2 separate regions of the Ovis aries genome follow, and region 1 is linked to region 2. A link is a contact called in public Hi-C data. All regions are on one chromosome and are shown on one strand. The core of a region is the stretch at or near the end of the contact, and the rest is flanking DNA. Distances in the headings are between cores, read along the strand shown.

The links. Hi-C and Micro-C count contacts between places; a contact is called where the count stands out from the background.
Region 1: a Hi-C map of liver shows a contact between it and region 2, with 1.6 times the contacts expected there. The contact joins the promoter of WAC here to the enhancer-like site in region 2. A contact is called at or near these places in 8 of 16 Hi-C or Micro-C datasets (blood, hypothalamus, liver and 5 more).

Annotation. Positions count from the first base shown.
Region 1 is chr13:35,544,199-35,550,617 of ARS-UI_Ramb_v3.0, reverse strand. WAC (WW domain containing adaptor with coiled-coil) reads left to right here and starts at 3,473. Exons shown (of 13, transcript XM_060397450.1): 1 at 3,473-3,684; 2 at 4,610-4,646; 3 at 6,173-6,368. The coding sequence starts at 6,230.
Region 2 is chr13:35,498,176-35,504,445 of ARS-UI_Ramb_v3.0, reverse strand. WAC (WW domain containing adaptor with coiled-coil) reads left to right here. Exons shown (of 13, transcript XM_060397450.1): 4 at 2,761-2,867. Among named protein-coding and RNA genes, the nearest start is that of WAC, 46 kb to the left of the region's middle. Within about 2 kb of position 3,800, at least 1 of the 54 cell types and tissues checked has an H3K27ac peak or open chromatin away from gene starts, as enhancers often do. A contact at or near this core is called in liver, where this site is marked.

The DNA.
Region 1 (6,419 bases), core at 2,224-4,723, 46 kb before region 2:
TCCTAATCTTATTAGAGACCCCACCTTTAAACCACTGTTATAAAACCCCAACATCAAGTCCTCTGGGGTTGGGACACACAGTTTTTCTAGGCAGAAACCTGGTGTGTTTCCCTTTGCTTGGTGAATAAAGATATTTTCTTCTTCACCCTAAACTGTCTCCAGGATTTGATATGGCACCTGTGCAGAGACTAAGCTTTCAGTAACATAGGGGGTGAGGAATACTGGCAGCTCATTTTCCTCAAGTATACAGTGAATTGAGTAGGGTACACGGGTCAGGTAGGTAAAGTAGAGGAAGAGAGGAGTCATAACAACAGATAATGGAATCAGATTCTCTTACAGAAGTGAAATTTTTTAAAAAATGGGTTTAACGTTTGGATATGTACTTCGGTAAATAGTCGATTCTCATCATCTGAGGCAGCTGTGTCTACAGTCACTGGGAACGCTGAACTGCTCCTGGGGAAATAAACACATGGATGGGGTCCTGAGATACTCTTGACCACATTTTCGTGAACTGATTCAACTGATTTCTGTTTAGACATGTGGTGGTGGCTCCTCTATCCACGGAAATTTCCAGGCAAGAATATTGGAGTGGATGGCCATTTCCTCCTCCAGGGGACCTTCAAGACCCAGGGATTGAACCTGCATCTCCTGCCCTGCCGGTGGATTCTTTATTGCTGAGCCACCAGGGAAGCCTCTGTTTAGACATCTTATCTAATATATTGTTGATTCATCAGAACTGACCTCATCATGGGCAAGAGCACTAATGACATACCTAAATCAACCCGATGTACTACACATTTTTTCCACAAAGAACATCACAGCCGTCTTGTGCATAGGGGTACTAGATAATAGTTCAGCACGGTGTTTGGGGTGGGAGTGGAGGGGCACTTAAAACAGGAAAGTCACCAGCTAAAAGCAACAAAAAATGCTAAAAACATGACTATGTGTGTATCGTGAAAACCACATTTGTTTACACATTAGTATGTGTGTTTACACATTAGTATGATAAATGAAATAGGACTGAGTGTTGCCTTTACCCTCATCAGTGCCTATCAGGCAAGTCACATTCTCTACCATGAATGTCCAGAAATACTATGGATATTGATCTGGGTATTACAAATAAATTTTAGTGAGAAAGCGAACTCACCAATGCAGAATAACCGGTATGGACTGTACACTGCTAAAGCTGTTTCTCTCTGTAGCTCAGCCCAGTTTGCTGTTTTGATCAAAGGGCGTGTAATAGGTTCAGCAGACATCCAATCACTGAACAAGAAATTAGTAATAAATTTTGCTGCCAGCTTTCAAGCTGTTTGTGCATGAGACTTCTGTACTATTTTCTGTGCTGTTCCAACGTGATGTCTTGTTACAAAAGTGTTAAAAATTGCACTTAAAACACTCTCGTTTTTCTTTTTCTTCCATTTCAGTCACTGGCAGTTTTCCTCTTAGTTACTGACAGCATTAGAGGGCACTAAGTAGGCCTCTGCTGGTCCTCCCAAACAGCAAAAATCTGACCTTTTGACAAATAAGGCTACCTGATTAAAATAAATTTTTTCCCATCAGTTGTGATTTCTGGTCCTTTCCTCCCACATCATCCCATCTCTTGATTAGGTTAGCAATAATGTAACCGGTTAGATACCACTTAAATCAATTTTTTGATACTGATTTTTGAAGGGATCTTGTTTCTTCTGATTTGTTTCCTACCTTGCCTTTTTCTTCCATGTAAATGGCTGTATATTTAGTTTACGTTTATTACTATCCTTTGTAGTTAATGCTGCCTTACAAGAAGTTTAGAGCAGAAGAAATAAAACCACCTGAATACATCATCCTCAGGTAAAGGTTGGGCTTCTCATAGTGGTGATAGTGGTAAAGAACCTGCCTGCCAAGGCAGGAAACAGCTTCCATCCCTGGGTCAGAAAGATCCCCTGGAGAAGGGCATGGCAAGCCACTCCAGTATTCTTTCCTGGAGAATCCCATGGACAGAAGAACCTAGCGGGCTACAGTCCATGGGGTGGCAAAGAGTCTGACACAACTAAGTGACCAATACACACACCGCCACAGCTGCCACCCCCCTCCCCCTTTAACTGGGAGGTAAGCTTGGATTTTTTCACTCTTCCAATATTCCTATTCGCCACGGTGTAGTGGCAGAGTCTGACACCACTGAGCGAACAACACACACACACAGATACACTCCTTAACTGGGGGGGTGTACTTGGATTTTCCTCCTCCAAATATGCCCATGTTGCCACTGAGTCTGTAGCAGTCTATAAAATTCAATTTGCAGCAAATTTAGCGCCCCGCCCGCCCTGCCCCCGAGGCCTTTATTTGGGCTTCCCTGGTGGCTCAGTTGGTAAAGAATCCACCTGCGAAGCAGGAGACCTGAGCTCCATCCCTCGGTTAGGAAGATCCCCTGGAAAAGGAAATGACAACCTACTCCAGTATTCGTGTGCCTGGAAAACCCCATGGACAGAGGCGCCTGCTGGGCTACAGTCCATGAGGTCACAAAGAGCCGGACACGACTTAAGGACTAAATCATCACCAACACACACCAACATACACACACACGTAAAGCTTAATTGGGGAGTATACTTGGATATTTTCCCCTCTAAATATGCCACTGTGCCTGTAGCAGTCTATAAAATTCAATTTGCAGCAACTCGTTAGCACTTCCCAGGTCTTATTGGAGCTTCTCTGGTGACTCAATTGGTAAAGAATCCGCCTGCAATTCCAAGTTCAATCCCTGGGTTGGGAAGATCCCCAAGAGAAGGAAATGGCAATTCACTTCTGTATTCTTGCCTGGAAAATCCCATGGACAGAGGGGAGCCTGGTGGGCTACAGTCCAAGGGGTCGCAAAGAGTCGGCTAGGACTCTGCGACTACCACCACCACCACCAGGCCTTAGTTCACCTGCGACAAACTCCAGATGACTGGATCTGAGCGCGGACGAGCTAAAAGAGAAAAAAACGAGAAATAAAGGAGACGGTGGGGAGGGCGCGGCTGGGGTGGAAAGTATGAGTGTCTCCCTACATCAGCAGGCTCATCGGGTGTTTCAAAGCAGCGGCGCTGGCCCTTCCTCCGCGGGTCCTCACCTTGGTCTTCGAAGGCGCACGGGCTTCGGGCACAAAGCACGGTGACCCTGAACACCACCTACCCTTTTCCCGAGCTTCCGGGGATGATTTACTTCTGTGAGGCCGAAGGCCTAGTTCTGGGTCTGCCGCCGGTCTGAGGCGGGAGCGAGGCTCCGGTTCCGAGGAGAGGGCCTCGCGGGAGCTCGGGCCGCCGCGCACGCAACGAGCACCTGGGCTCACCGTCCGCCCGCCGCCCAACCACGGGCTTCCCGGCCGGAGCCCGCAGGGGCGGGGGCGGGGGCGGCGGCCGGCGCGCTCCTCCGCGCGCCCCCCGCCCCCGCGCCGCCGGGCGCACGCGCAGCAGCGCAGCCGCCCTTATTTAGTCCGCGATGGCTCCTCGCACGCCCCACCGGCCTCCTCCCATAGACGCTCCCCGCCCCGCGCGCCCCGGGGCCCCCGGGACCAGCCTCGGGCGGCTCCCCGAGCCCGACTACCCCTAAGCCGGAACGGCGGCGGCCGAAAGGGCGCGTGCGGACCGGTAGCGGCGACCGGAAAGAGCGGACGGGTCGCGAGGAGACGAGCCAGGCCGCGGAGGAAGAGGAGGGCCGCGACGAGCCGAGGTTTGCCGAAGGCGGCGTTCCGGCGCGCGCGAGGGTGGGAGAGGAGGGGCGCGGCGGAAACTGCCGAGGGTTTCCGAAGGCCGCAGCGGCCGAGTTGCCCGGATGTAGTTGGTGGAGCGGCAGCGGCGGCACCAGCGGCGGCGGCGGCGGCAGGAGGAGGAGGCGGCGAAGGACCCAGCGGCGGCGGCGGGGGGAGGAGGGGAGGAGGCGGCGGAGCGGGAGGAGGAGAAGGCGGAGGAGGCAGTCGCGCTGTCCGCGGGGCGAGCAGGACGCGTCGTGTTGCCCCCTCCCCCCCACCCCCCGGTTCGCCGCTGCCCGGCCTGAGCTGAGCGTGAGCGTGGTGCGGACTGAGGAGATGGCCCGGGAGCGCCGGCGCCAGTGACGGGGAGGTGCTGAGCGTCGCCGAGGGCGCGCCGGGCCTGCGCCGCCCGCCGCCTGCGCGCCCGCCCGCCGCCGCCGTCTCCCGCGGCCGCTCCCCCCTCCCCGACACACGCTCACAGGCCGGGCATTGATGGTAATGTATGCGAGGAAACAGCAGAGGCTCAGTGATGGGTAAATCGTCTTTTCGTTTCGAGGCGGCGGAGCGGGCGGCGGGGGGGCGCTCCTCCTCATCTGGGCCGGCCGCGCCGCCATTTTTGTTGTTAACCCTGATCCGGAGCGGCCGGGAGGGGGAGCGGCCGCGCGGGCGGCGGCGGGAGGGGGGGGAGTCGGGGGTGGACGGCCGCGGGCGGCGGCGGCCCCTCGCCGGCGGGAGCCCGTGTGAGTGCGTGTGAGCGGGTGTGAGAGCGAGAGCGTGTGCGCGCGGCGGGAGGGCGGGCTGCCTGGGGCCGGAGCGCCGCTGGGATTCGGAGCGGGGGCCTTTCTGCGGGCCCCGCGCTGGGGGCCCGTTCTCCGGCCTCAGGTGGCCTTTTCTTCTGTTTTCCAGCTGTCACGACCGGCGGGGGGACGCGCAGCCTTACCAGGTACCACGGGGCGGGCGCGGGCTGCGGGGCTGGCGGGGCCGGCGGGGGAGGGAGGAGCCGCTACTCGAGCGCAGGCTTCACAGGTCGCTGCAGGCCCTTCGGGGCCACAGACGCGAAACCCGCTTGGTGGGGCCGGAAACCCTGCGCTCGCTTCCCGGGGCGCTCGCCGGCGAGGGGTGGGGGCTTATTTTGACAGGTGACGGGAGGAAGTTCAAGTTCTTTTTGCGGGGAGGGTGGGGGGAAGGGAATAAAAACTGATTCTTGTCCAGGAAGGACCTGACTCGGTTATTCGGGTGTGCGGGACTCGGTAGGACAACGTGTTCAGTAACTCTGGAATCACCTTCATTTGTTGTTTTGGGGAAACTAAAAGTTAACGCAGAGGTATCAGAATTAGACGGAAGGGCAGGGAAGAAGCCACTGATGGGTTTGCAACTCTTTAAGTGTGTTGTAAACCATTACCCCTTCCCAGTTTGTTTTCGGTGGAAATAATTGTCTTCAGTGAAAGATGGCGCTTTTCTTTTTGTAGAAATTGAGATCTTTGAGTACTTGGGTAATTCACTGTCCTGAAAGGAGTTTTAGGTACATAGTTTTCTTTTTGTGACAGCTTCGTGTAACATTGTAAAAGTTTTTTTGAAAGAGTTGGCCCCTGTTTTCCGGGGGAGGAAAATTCATTAATTTGTAACTGTGGGGTGACTCTAGAAGTAAATACTTACTGCATCTGACCACTTAAAGGATAGGAGAGCGGGTTTCCAAGCTAACGGTTGTGTTTCTGGATAGCATGAGTTAAAGTTCCAGTTAAAAATCTAGGTTCCTTGACGGGTAAAACATTGTGCATTACATTTGGATAGGTCAACGATTAAACTGTTGAATCACACTCTAAAACATGGTTAATTATGCATTAAAAAAGACAGCTATATCATGGTTGTCTTAAATATGTTAAATGTTTTTTGAGGGAGTTCCATTAAGTTCCATTAGGATAGGTCAGAAATAAGAGCCTACATTTCTATACCTTAAAATTGTTTCCCATGCCTGCAAGAGTAGTTAAACTAGATCTGAAATGCCTTACTTACTTGAATCCAAGAATTGGAGAAATTCTGATGAGAATTCTCTGAATTCTGATGCTTTTTTTGGGTCAGATCGAAGAAACATGTTTATGCTTATTTGTATTTGTGTCTAGCATAGTTGCAGAGCAAAAACATTAGAGTAGTACTCAGTGAATACTTAAACTTTTTAACTGGCAGAAAAGTTTGAGGAGTTAATTTGTCAAAGTGTTGATTTCTTGTGTTTACAAGATGATTAATAGAAGGTTTTTTAAAAAAAACACATTTTGATATGTATGATGAGCCTTACAATAACTTGTGTTTAGGTCTTGTGTGAGTAACTTAAAGGCAGAATTCAAAAAGAAAATTTCAATTTTATAAATTTATAAAACTGAATATAGGTAATATAGCAAATTTTATGATAAAACTGACTTATGAAATTAAAGTTTGATTTCTTTTTTATTTTGGGGGGGTGATGTTTTACAGGCACTTAAGTATTCATCGAAGAGTCACCCCAGTAGTGGTGATCACAGACATGAAAAAATGCGAGACGCCGCAGATCCTTCACCACCAAACAAAATGTTGCGGAGATCTGATAGTCCTGAAAACAAATACAGTGACAGCACAGGTCACAGTAAGGCCAAAAATGTGCATATTCACAGAGTTAGAGAGAGGGATGGTGGTGAGTAGCTTTTTCTATTGAAACTTACATTTATTAATAATAATTCTATGT
Region 2 (6,270 bases), core at 2,551-5,050:
GATTTCCAAGCCTGCTGTTGCTTTTATCAATCAAATTTTTGTAATATTCTAAATCCTTTGTCATTTCAAACAGTCTTCACAGCATCTTTACCAGCAGTAGCTTCGCTCTTAAGAAACCTTTCTTGATTCATCCATGGGAAGCAGCTCCTCATCCGTTCAGGCTTTATCATGAGAGGCAACAGTTCAGTCTCCTCTTCAGCTCCACTTCTAGTTGTCTTGCTGTTTCCACCACATCTGCAGTTCCTTCCTCCACTGAAGTCTTGATAAGACTCAGAGTCACGTGTGAGGGTTGGAATGCGTTTCTTTCATACTCCTGTTAATGCTGATATTTTGACCTCTTACCAGGCATGAATCATAAATGTTCTTGATGGCATCTAGAATGATGAATTCTTTCCAGAGGGTATTTAATTTACTTTACTTCAGACTCATGTCTATGGCAATTATGACTTTATGAAATGTATTTCTGAAAAAGAACAGAAAGTTGAAATGACTCCTTGATCCGTGGGCTTGCACAATAGATGTTAGCAGGCCTGAAAACAGCATGAATCTTGTATGTTTCCATCAAGCTCTTGGGTGACCAGGCATATTGTCAGTTAGCCCTAGTACTTTGAGAGGCGTCTTTTTTTCTTAACAATACATCTTAATAGTGGGCTGAAAACATGTTGTAAACAGATGTGCTGTCATCCAGGCTTTGTTCCATTTATAGACAGAGAAGATTTAGCATAGTTCTTAAGGGCCCTGGGATTTTCAGGTGGTAACTGAGCATTGGCTTCAACTTCAAGTCACCAGCTGCCTTAGTTCCTGAGAGAGTCAGCCTGTTCTTTTAAGCTTTGATGCCAGGCATTGACGTCTTCTCTGTGTGAAAGTAATAGAAGGCTGTTTCAATCTATGTTGAAAAATTTGTTGTTTAGTGTAGCCACCTTCATGAATGTAAGATTTTAGCTTGATCTCCTGGTGACTTACCGCAATTTCTACATCAGCACTTGCGGCTTCACTTTGATGTTACAGAGGCAACTTCATTGCTTCAGCCTCAGGAACCAACCTCTTGGCTTCAGACTTTTCTCTGCAGTTTCCTCACCTCTCAGCCTTCATAGAATTGAAGAGAATGTGTGCTCTGCACTAGGCTTTGGCTTAGGGGAATGTTGTGGCTGGTATGTATGATCTTCTCTCCATCTGAACTCAAACTTTATCGATATCAGCAGTAATGCTGTTGTGCTTTCTTCGTGTGTTCACCAGAGTAGCACTTTTAATTTTCCTGCAGGAACTTTCTTCCTGCATTCACATTGGCTAACTGTTTGGTGCAAGAGGCCCAATTTGCTTTCTGTCTTGGCTTTCAACCTGCCTTCCCCGGTAAGCTTAACCATGTCTAGCTTTTCAGTTAAAGTGAGAGATATATGACTCTTCCTTTCACTTGAGCACATAGAGGCCATTGTAGGGTTATTAACTGGCCTAATTTCAATACCACTTGTCTCAGGGAAAATGACAGCCCGTGGAGAAGGGGAGACATGGGGGAGCAGTCAGAACACACACATTTATCATTTAGGCTTGCCATCTTGTGTGGGTGTCATTTGTGGTGTTTCAAAACAAATTCAATAGTAAATCAAAGATCACTCTCCACGGTTTACTGTAACAAAGATAATCACAGTGAACAAGTTTGAAATGTTATGAGCATTACCAAAATGTGACACAGAGACAAGAAGTGAACCAATGCTGTTGGAAAAATAGCACTGATAAGATTGACACAAACCTTCAATTTGTATGAAACTCAGTATCTGAAGTTCAGTAAAGCAAAACCCAATAAAACAAAGGTAGGCCTGTAGTTGTTCTTGTTGATTGAAATAGTTAATTTTTACTAAATTCTTCTCATAACCACCCTGATTCTGACTGCTAATTAATTTCCAGGACCACTGGACTATCTAAATTGCTCTTCCTGCTTCCAGGTTTTGTTCATTATTTTGTAGCCTCCATACCACTTGCTAGTTCATTTTCTGGGACAAGGAGTAGGTGGGAAGTTGAATTATGTTACCTTTATGATGAAAAATTCATGGAATGAAACTGAAATACTAGCACTTACTTTGGTAGTGGAGCTTTTGTATTACTAATCAAGTCTGGATTTTTAGATCTTGGCTTTTCTTAAGATAAAACTGGCATCCCTGATGGTCATGGTTCATAAAATTCATGAATTACTTTAAAGCAACTGGTCATGTGGTGAGGAGATACGATGTCATTTTCATCATCTTGAAAGCAAGCACCTTCCCTGAAACTTAACTTTTTGAAAACTTTATACTGTTTTAGTTAAAATTTGTCAAAACTTTAAAGAGCAAGTGTGGAAACTTAAAGAAGTTGGAAAGTAATTGCAAAAACTTAGTAGATAATTGAGCCTTCCCTGGTGGCTCAGATGGTAAAGAATCTGCCTGCAATACAGGAAACCTGGGTTTGATCCCTGGGTTGGGTAGATCCCCTGGGGAAGGGAATGGCAACCCAGCCCACTGTTCTTGCCTGGAGAATTCCATGGACAGTGGATAATTGGGTAATTGTCACTTTTGTTCTCTCATCAGTGGAAATTTTGGCCTTTTTAAAAAATGTATGTTGTGTCTTTAATACAACTTTAAATTTTTAAAAAAACTACAGTTTGCTAGAAATGACAACAATTCAGATTTGCAATGATGAATTAGTGATATATCTGTAGTATGACGACAGCCCAGTATAAACATCAGCTATGACTTACTTAAAATTCTCTTTGCTTTTTATTTTTTAAAGGGACCAGTTACTCTCCCCAAGAAAATTCACACAACCACAGTGCTCTTCATAGTTCAAATTCACATTCTTCTAATCCAAGCAATAATCCAAGCAAAACTTCAGATGCAGTAAGTATATTAATGTTTGCAGTTTTGTTTTTTGAATATGTTGCAAAATTTTAAAAAATCAAAGTTGATCTTAATGCGCCTGAACTAATGAGCTAGCTTTAATATTAAAACTGAGGATAGTCTGAATATGCCATCTTGATATTGTTTCATTAACATCCTTTGGTGGAGCAGAATTTACCGTTGTGATACTTGAGATACAAAGAACTTCAGATTGTGAAACTTGTGTCTTGACTTGAGCTTTTTTTTTTCTTTTTTTTTTTTCATAAACTTCTGTTTTTAAAATCTATAAGTTGAGTATCTACTATATATTATATAGCCTACAAAACATTAGTGATAATAGAGGTCTCGGTCCTGAAAGGCATGAAACCCAGTGAGAGACTGTACGTTTTTCTAAAAATGAAGTAATTGTTAATGAAGTAGTTTGAACTTTTTAAAGTTAGGATTCAAATGAAAGTTCTAATACATTCATGCAGAAATAAGATTTCAACTTTCCAAGCAGATGATAGATTTTTGATGTATAGAACAAAAGAAATACGGAGACTGACAATAGGTCGGTAAACCATTAGATCAGTGCATGTTAAGGTCCTGGGGGAGCCCTCAAGAGGGGACTGAGCCTGGATGAAGAGGCTGTGCTGGCCAACAGGCTGACTGTAACCCATGTAGTGGAAGAGATCTGAATTTGTGTAGCATGGAAAGGAACAGCACCTACAAAAACATAAAGTGTGAAAAAGCACTTTGGAGAACACAGGTTTTGCTGGTGTGGAGAAATGGTAGGAGCTCAGGTTACAGAGAGAATGGGGCCAGATCACACAGCGTTTTCTGCTTCCCAGGGATCGTGGACTGTATGTGAAGGCAGTGGATAGCTCCTCAAGGGCCTAGTCAGAGAATTGCTGTATTTGCACTTTAGAAACCATCTGATAGCAGTGTGGAAAATCCATTACAGGAAGGACAAAAGGACAACTAACTGAAAGGCCAGGAAAGTATTGGCTGAATCTTGCAGGCATTGGTTATTCAGGTGGTTATCGTACCTTAAGTGGTATTGAAAACTCTTGGGGTTTATTATTTTTTGTCTCTTGCTGAATCAGTGTAATTAGTACATTTCCAGAGAAAATTGGGACATCAATGATTTTCATTAAAAAAAACTTTGCTTAGTTTTAAGTATTAGGGTCTGTTCGTGAAAACAAATCATATTGGTTATTTTAGCACAGAGAATTTCAAACACACAAAACAAAAAGTAGCATAGATAGTGATTACCCCTGAGGACTGGAAACAAAAGGAAGAGGTTGGGGGTTATCAGAACCTAATTGCTCAGAGGAGGAGCCCGGCACAGTTCTCTGAGGGATATAATGAAAGTTTCTGATTCTGGATTGAGAGCTGGAAACTGGGATCCGCTGTGGCTGCTTTCTCCTGCCTTTCAGTCCTCTAATGTCTGGTATTGGCAGACTTAACAGAAAGCCAGCTGGCTAAATAGAATGTAATTTGCATTGTCCCAGCCTTAGCATCACAGAACATAGGATGGTATTGAGATCCAGATAGCAGCTTGATAAACTTTCACAGGTGTTATCATCACACTGCTTCTGCTGAATCATTTTCACTAAGAAATATACTGAATATTTTACAATGAGTATCCATTTTTGTGAAAAATAGCCCCATTAATTAAACAGTCTAGGACTAACTTCATATTCCCTTCATCACTATTTAGATTTTGTGTTCATCTGCTGTTAGGACAGAGGCGGGCCATGTAGACATTGTTTTGGTGAAAAAAAATTCTTTATTCAGGAAAAATAGTTTCTGATTATCTTGATTTTCAGGAAATAGATTGGCATAATGAAATCAGCATAAATAATGGGTATCAGAAAGTTTGCAACATCCAGATTCTAAAGGGTGTCGGGATTTCATTATGTGAGTGACAACAGAACAGGGATTAAATGTCATGTGTTTTTAGAATCAAGGTTCCCCTTTCTGTAAATTTCAACTCTAGGTATATAATTAACCTTCAAGTGGTGGTCTTTTTCATCATAATGTACCCAGTGGGCATGACAGTTTTTTACAAACCGAGTTTAATGTTACCTGAGAAGCTGGCTTTTGAACATTAGTAATCTGAAGTAATCTGAAGGTTACTTTCCAACTAAAAATCACTTCTAATAGACTTTTTTTGAGTAGTAAAGTAAAATATAAAATCACCATTGATTAATATTTTTGTAATGAAAGAGACGCACCGATGAATATTAGGTAGCCCAGGTTAAAAAAAACACATTATTTTAACCCAGGTTAAATAAAATATCTTAAAATTATATTTGTCAGTCACACCTCAGTAAAGTGGAAAATAATACAATGGGAAGAACACATGGGAAGAATAATACAATGGAACACCTGCTTTTGCATATCAGCATTTAAGTAATTTCCTTGTTTCTTTAAAAGATTCCTTCCTTAACCTGTTTTGGGCGATAGAAATAGGGTGGAGAAGATGAACTTAAATAACTAGTATGTGATTGTAATGCTGTACCCTGGAGCACATTTTGTTAAGTAAGATATTAACTTGTACTAACCTAGGATTTGATAGACCCATGCTCTTCGAGCTTCTGGTCTGTGAACTTTTAACTCATTGTCCTGCAGGTTGTGCCACAATGGAAATTAGTTGTCATTAAATACACTCTTTAGTTGAGCTATGGTATATGTTTGTTTTTTAAAGCAAGACCTTTGGCTTGGGAAGGTCTTGTGTTTATATATATTCTGATGCAAGCTCCTTGTCTCCTCCAGGACAGGTCACAGTTTGCATAACCATCACTTTTGAAGAGCACTCACTGGCTTAGGCCTCTCTGTTCTACTCTGATGTCCTCTGTCCGCCTTTAGACCGAACTAGTAATCCCATGTAATCACCTGCCCAGCAAACCAAATCTTGCAAATACATCCATAGCGGGCTTTGTTGGCATAATAATTTAGATCTAGGGGGTGGTAGATGGTAGAGAAGAACTGTTTTGAGTTTTGCCTTCTGGATTGGATTCCTGCAGCTGGTGAAGCCTTCTCCTGGCTAGAGTCGGGTAGGGTGTTGAGCATTAACTCTCCCTTGATCTCTAGAGGTTTGGAAGCACTGGGCTGATTTCCAGCAGCTTCACAATTTTGAAATAGCCGGAGAGCAGAATCTGCAGTGTTTCTTCAGCTATGCTCAAAATTGTTGTGACATTTTCAAAATTGGTGTTGATTTAGTGGAAATAATAGGTACCCGGAAACCTGAGTTTTGATCTTTTGTTCTGTCACTCATTAGTTTTGTGATGTATGGACATGTTCTCTTAGCTTGTTCCTATGTGCTAAATTCAAGCTGAATAGGCAGTGCGTAAGAATTCATTTCTTGAAGTGTTCAAATTGTGTCCCTCTGCACAGTGGTGAACAAGAAAGAAGGATG